Regions from separate parts of the Anas platyrhynchos genome. Here region 2 is linked to region 1. A link is a contact called in public Hi-C data. All regions are on one chromosome and are shown on one strand. The core of a region is the stretch at or near the end of the contact, and the rest is flanking DNA. Distances in the headings are between cores, read along the strand shown. Region 1 holds the start of INPP5A (inositol polyphosphate-5-phosphatase A). Region 2 overlaps INPP5A (inositol polyphosphate-5-phosphatase A).

What was found. A called contact is a pair of places that touch in the nucleus more often than the background predicts.
Region 2: a contact with region 1 is called in a Hi-C map of subcutaneous adipose tissue, with 2.1 times the contacts expected there. The contact joins the enhancer-like site here to the promoter of INPP5A in region 1. A contact is called at or near these places in 3 of 8 Hi-C or Micro-C datasets (liver, skeletal muscle and subcutaneous adipose tissue).

The regions. Positions count from the first base shown.
Region 1 is chr6:41,135,307-41,138,324 of IASCAAS_PekinDuck_T2T, reverse strand. It overlaps INPP5A (inositol polyphosphate-5-phosphatase A), which reads right to left and starts at 1,590. Exons shown (of 16, transcript XM_072039961.1): 1 at 1,187-1,590. The coding sequence starts at 1,261.
Region 2 is chr6:41,204,329-41,207,346 of IASCAAS_PekinDuck_T2T, reverse strand. INPP5A (inositol polyphosphate-5-phosphatase A) reads right to left here. Exons shown (of 16, transcript XM_072039961.1): 3 at 2,691-2,791; 4 at 656-743. Among named protein-coding and RNA genes, the nearest start is that of INPP5A, 69 kb to the right of the region's middle. Within about 2 kb of position 1,561, at least 1 of the 8 cell types and tissues checked has an H3K27ac peak or open chromatin away from gene starts, as enhancers often do. A contact at or near this core is called in subcutaneous adipose tissue, where this site is marked.

The DNA.
Region 1 (3,018 bases), core at 341-2,840:
GGCTGGAATCAGTCGGGGTGACAGCAGAGATGCTCACCCCCAGCCGAGGCGGCACAGCCCCGCCCGCAGAACCAGCGTCTGACAGCTCCCATGCGCAGCTGGAAGGCTGAGCACACGGAGCACGGCACCGTCTGCTGCATCGTGCCTGCGCTGCATCAGCAGGGCTCCAGAAACCTGACCGGGCAGTCCCAGCCCCAACTCCACCAGCAACAAACCAGGAACATCACCAACAAAGTTCAGAGCAGTCTTTCCATTCCCCACCCTGCAGGGAACACGTCCAGATGAGCCCGTCTTTGTTGCTGCAGAAAGCGTGTTCCTCGGCGCGAGGCAGAAACTTGCTAGAGCACGGGCGTCCCCCCCTTTGGGCATGCCGAGCGATGAACAACGCACGCACTTCCCTTTCTCCAGCAGCATTAGCGAGGCGCAACCAGCAATTAGGAACAACCAGGAAATTATTTACTCTCACAGCACGGGATTTCGCAAATGACAGTGCTCCGGAGCGGCTTTATCACCGCCAGCCACGCCGAGGAGCGGGGCAGAGCAGAGCAGTGCCCGGGGCGCCCTGCCTCGGGGGGCAGCCGGGGCCAGCGCCGCGGGGCTGTGCGGGGCAGGCAGCAGCACCCCGGTACCGCGCAGCCCCGCTGCGGGTGGGCACCGCGAGCTGCGGGCTTCCCATTTCAGCGGGACGAGCGCTCCCGTAGCTGGCAGATGGCTGCTTCACCGCCTTCCCCGCCACCCTCCCCACCCGGCTCACGGCCCGCAGGCAGCCCCTGCCCCGAGGCCCCGCTGGAGCCGGGCACGTGCGGGCCGGTACCGGGGCGGCCGGGAGCGGGGCTCCTCCGCCGCGGCCCGGCAGGACCGGGAGCCCGGTAGGACCGGCTCCGCGCACAGGGGCTCGGCTCGGCGGGGCGGCTGCGGGACGGTCCCGGGCGCGCGCCCCAGGCAGGCGAAGCCCCGTGCCGGGCCGGGCCGTGCCGTGCGGCTCCGCCGGGCTGCCCGCGACAGCCGGGGCCGCCCCTCCCGCGGGCTCCGCACCTGCCGCCGCCGGGGCCGAGCCGTGCCGGGGATCGGCGGGCGCTAGGACCGCGGCGCGGCGGCCGGGAAGCGGCGCTGCGGCGGGCGCTGCCCCGTCCCGGTCCCCGTCCCGGTCCCCGTCCCGGTCCCGTCCCGAGCCGCCGGTACTCACGTCGTCAAAGAGGGAGCCGACGTTGGCCGTGACCAGGAGCACCCCGGCGCCGGCCGCGGCCCCCTTGGCCGCCATGGCGCCGGCGCTGGCGGCGGGCGGGCGGAAGCGCGGAGCGCGCCCGGTGTCGGCGGCGGCGCTGCGGGGAGCCCGGGGGCGGGCGCGGGGCGCTGCGGGGAGCGGGGCGCCGGGCCGGGCCCGCCCCGTCGGCGCGGCGCGGGCGGGCGGGGGGCGCGGGCGGCGGCGGCGGCGGCGAGTCCTGGCGGCGGGGGCAGCCCGCGGACATCCGCGCCGCCGCCGGGGGCCGGGCGCCCTGCGGCTGCTGCGGGGCTGCGGCGCTCAGCGCTCGCCCGCCGCCGCCGTCGCGCTGCTGCCGGGACGGCTCCCGCCGGCGGAGGCTGGCGCCGGGCCGCGGCGCATGGCGGGGGGCGGGGCGGCCGCGACGGGGCGGGCGGCGGGGCTGGGCCGGGCTGGGCCGCGCGGGGGGCGGCGGCGGGGCCGGGCCGGGCCGTGCCGGGCTGGGCGCTCCGCGCTGCTGCCGCCGCCGCTGCCGCCTGCGGGGCTGGGGCCGGGCGCCCGCGACGTCACCGCGGCCCCGCGCGGCTCTTAAAAGGGCAACGCCGGCACCGCCAGGCGCCCCCGGGAGGCGGCGCGGGGCAGCGCGGCACGGCCCGGCCCGGGGGGTCCCGCAGCCCCCGGCCAGGGCTGGGCAGCGGGGAGCAGGGAACCGCCGGGACGGAGCGCCCCCGGCAGCGCTGAGCAGCGGGGCACGGCCAGGAACCTGCTCCTGCCCCACGTGCTGCTCCCCAAAAAGGCCGTGACCCCCCCTCACCGCATCCCACCCGAGGGGCTGCACACAAACACAGCTCCAAACAGCGGGCAGATAAACGCCTCTCCTCATCAGCCTTCGGGTACGGCTCGTGCAAAGTTACGGCATGTTACACAGTAACTGGCAGAGCCTGCTCACGGTCAGTCAGTGAGCCTCCCTGCTCTCGGCAGCCCAGCCCAGCCGTTCCTGCTGGCCACAAAGGATGGGGTCAGACACGACCAGAAAATAGCCAGTTTGCAAGCAGGGCAAGCAGGCAAAGAGGGAACTGGTACCCAACTGCTCCAGCTGACATCAGCAAAGGCACGAGGCTGCACGACTTCCTCAGCACTGAGGAAAATGAAAAAGAGCTAAATAAAGCCAGCCTCCAGTGCTGGGGGATTCTCCACATCATTATGGCAATCAAAGTTACCAGCCAAGGGCCAGGGAAAAACGCCCCAAACTCCTGACCATACAGGAGGAACCACGCTCCCCTAGAAAATATGGTCCATGAAATAAGGCATCAGAGGAAGGGATCCCAGCAACAATCCAAGCATAAAACGAGCTGACAGCACCCAGTCACACAGGACAGGTCTCAGGAGCGTGCCAGCCACGGCAGGCCCTGCCCCACGGGCGCTTCAGGAGCAGGGGCTGGGGTGAGCGGCACTGCTGGAGCTGTGGAGAACAGGGTGGGCAACCACCAAGGCAGCAGGGGTGTGAGCAGACACCTGTGTGAAAGCTGCTGCTTGGGAAAGGCAAGGCAGAACCCCTTGCAGCGTGCCACAGCGAACAGTCAGGTACTGTTGACCCAGGGAGGTGCCGACCTTGCCGTACCGTGGCGATGCTCATCACGTATCAGTTCTGTGCTACCAGCAGCTGGGGCAATGAGCACTGCTGAGCCTGCTCCAGGAGGTGGTCCTGTCCCCTGGCACTGGGCTGGGGAGCCCTGACAGGCGTCCCCTTTGTGGGAAAGGTTCTCAGGCAGGACATGCAGGTGGAATGACAAAGGGTCTAATAGATGATGCCTGCT
Region 2 (3,018 bases), core at 312-2,811, 69 kb before region 1:
AGAAGGGAGGTGTCACTAATTAACCACTAAAGGACCATTCTTTCTTGTACAATCTAGTAGCAATTAACTAAATAGAACACTAGGTCTATCTGCATATTGTGCAATCCTGGTGATGACCATACACTCCTGCCTGCTCTGCATTACAGGCGACTGCACGCATGCTTCATTCATTCATTTACACCTAAACGTCACTCTCATACCAGTGGAAACCTGTGCTCTCTCCTCACATTCCCACACTTGAGCCAGTCTGTGAATCAGTTCTAGGGATCTGCAACAAGTCTGGACTACTTGCGAGCTCTGCTCCCAGCTAATCGTGCTCCAGATCTGGCACCACCTAACTGTCAGACAGTCAAACAGCTTCTTCAACAGCAGGTAATTCTGATCCACCGAGAAGGTTGTTATAAAAAAAAAATAGACAATCATTTTAAACAAAAGAAAAGGCTTTCTGTGAATCATACTATTCTATGTACTTTTCAATGGATGCACTTCTGTGAAAGCAGCATTTACATAACTTAGAGTAAATACTTTTAGTAAAGATGTAATCCTCATCATGATGTAAACTGCTCACATACACACACCAACCTAAAAACCTCAACAGTTTAATAGAATAAAATCACTGTCTGTTGAACTAAACTTATTTAATAAAGAAACTTACCGTAAAATGTTCCTGTGATTTATAGTTCTCATCCAGGTAAACTCGAGCTCTGTTGTAGTCTTTCATTGCATCACTTGATAATAATTCTCTAGAAGACAAGAGATTGAAAATATGAAAGGACATGCAAACATATTATCTTGCCTTAGCATCATTCTCTGTACTGAAATGTCCTCAATAACACACAGAGGAACTGCTGGCTTCCAACCCATATTGGAATAAAAGTTTCCTGTGGTACGGCCATTTGCTTACATGCTGAGAACATCACCTCCACTTTCAACACAAAATCCCAAAATGTCTAAGTGCCATTTGGACACAGTCGTGAAGGACTCAAGTCTCTGGACATCTGAAAATTACATAAAATTGGGCAACTCGTGCTAACCACCCCATGATCTCAACCTTAAGAGCTTTGTTTTTTTCAACTCCATTACTTGCAGGGTGAAAGCAGTCTTTTGACTTGATAGAAGTTGGCTTTCTAAAAGCAGCACGTTGAGGACTTTGCCATTTGTGCCTTGGAGTGGTACATGATGCTGGTCCAGGTGCTCTTATAGGTGACTTCAGAAAATGAGGCTCATCTGAAGGTGGTCAGGGAGTGTGAAGGGACACAAGCCTCCAGTATTCAGATGAATTTTGATGCCGCAAAACAAGCCCTTGGTACAGCTATCTTTTGGAAGTCAGGCAGGCTTTTGCTGAGCCTTGGGACCCAAAGGGTGATTTTCTCTGTGCTAGACTTGGTGAGCCATGCTCCGAGAAAGGAACATCGAGCAGGTGGGTGGGCTGCTCCGAGGTGCCTGCAGGAGCTCCCTGCTGCCCCCTGCCCGGGCTGGCACGCAGCAGCCGTGGGGACGATGGCCCTTCATCCCCCAGCGAGCAGAGGGGCCCGAGACACTTCTCTCCTTCCCCCTCTGCCTGGCACAAACAGAGCCGACAACCTGGCATGTGAACTCACGCAATAACACCGCACTTCATCAGCCCACATGCTAGAGAGTCTGCTCATTTCAAACCATGATTTCATTGTAAATGCGTAAAATTGACCAGGTGTCAAGAAAAGAAAGACAGCTTTTACACAAACTTATGCAACACGTACACGTTACAAATGCAGGGTTGCCTCGGTGGCATTTACTCCTCAAGCCACTGGCGCAGCCCGCAGAAGAGGAGCAGCAGAGGGCACTGCTGGACCGCTGTCACTGCCGGGCGCCACGAGCCCCATCCTCACGCTTAATTACATCACATGTGCCCACTGTAAAAACCCTCTGCGAGCATACACGGCACCTCTCTGAATACCAGAAAGAGGGATAAAGAAAAAGCAAAGAAAGGACTACCGGAGCTATTGACATCACTCACATAACCAACAGGCTGTATTACTTCAGCAGGAGGCTTGGAGCACTGCTGCCTCCTGCATCTAGGAGCGAGTGCGAACAGGCGAGGATTTTAAATTCAGTGACTTAATTTTTTGATCCATATTTTCTAACTCTGCATCCATAAAGTATTGTTATAGAAAATTATTTCATTTACAGAGAACTTTCTAATGGAGCTGCAGCAACAGCAGTTACTGAATGTTAAATTAATACAGTCTTGCCTTAAGATTCATCCCCAGTCTACACACGTAACAAATAACTTATTTCTGACTTTTATTTCTTACTTCCTCAAACTCTGCACCTTAGATTTGCTGATGATTTTGACAGGATTCCTTCCGACTAAATGCTCAAGTTAGAACTCTATTCACCCTGATTTATAAACGTTGCATATTTTTGTCAATCAATTGTGCTTTCAGTATTGCTTGCCTTATATCAACTTCTGTCCAACTCACACCAATTTCCCAGTGTCACCAGCTATTTAAAACATCACTGTTATGAGAAGGCGCTGGGAAACATCTACCCCAACTACTGCATAGAAGCACATTTGCCTAGTAACTTCCTCCTGCAAGGTCATATGACGTCAAAATTTCAGTCTATACACTTTGAAATACTCTGCACACTTAATGACTTCTGCCTGGAATAATATACTAGCAATACAAAGCAACTTTCCAGCTACTTACTTAACAAACTTGTCCACATGAGACATGGAAGCTTCATAGTTTTTTCCTCCAAATTCTTGACAGTGTAAAGCCATGAAGTGGGGTTTGTGTGTATGTACAACCTGAAACAAACAGATAAACAAATCTTTAAAAAAAATGCATTCACAACTGTTAACAGACAGAACAAGTGATCTAAATCCAGATGTGTTCTTTCTGAAAGTAGGAATATCAGCTATTATCTGAGAAGCAACTGGCAGAGCAGTAATAAGCAGTAAGTGGAGCATCACTTGTTAGTACACATAAAAGATTTATAATACACAATAATAATCTCAAATGCTTTAAGTTTTCC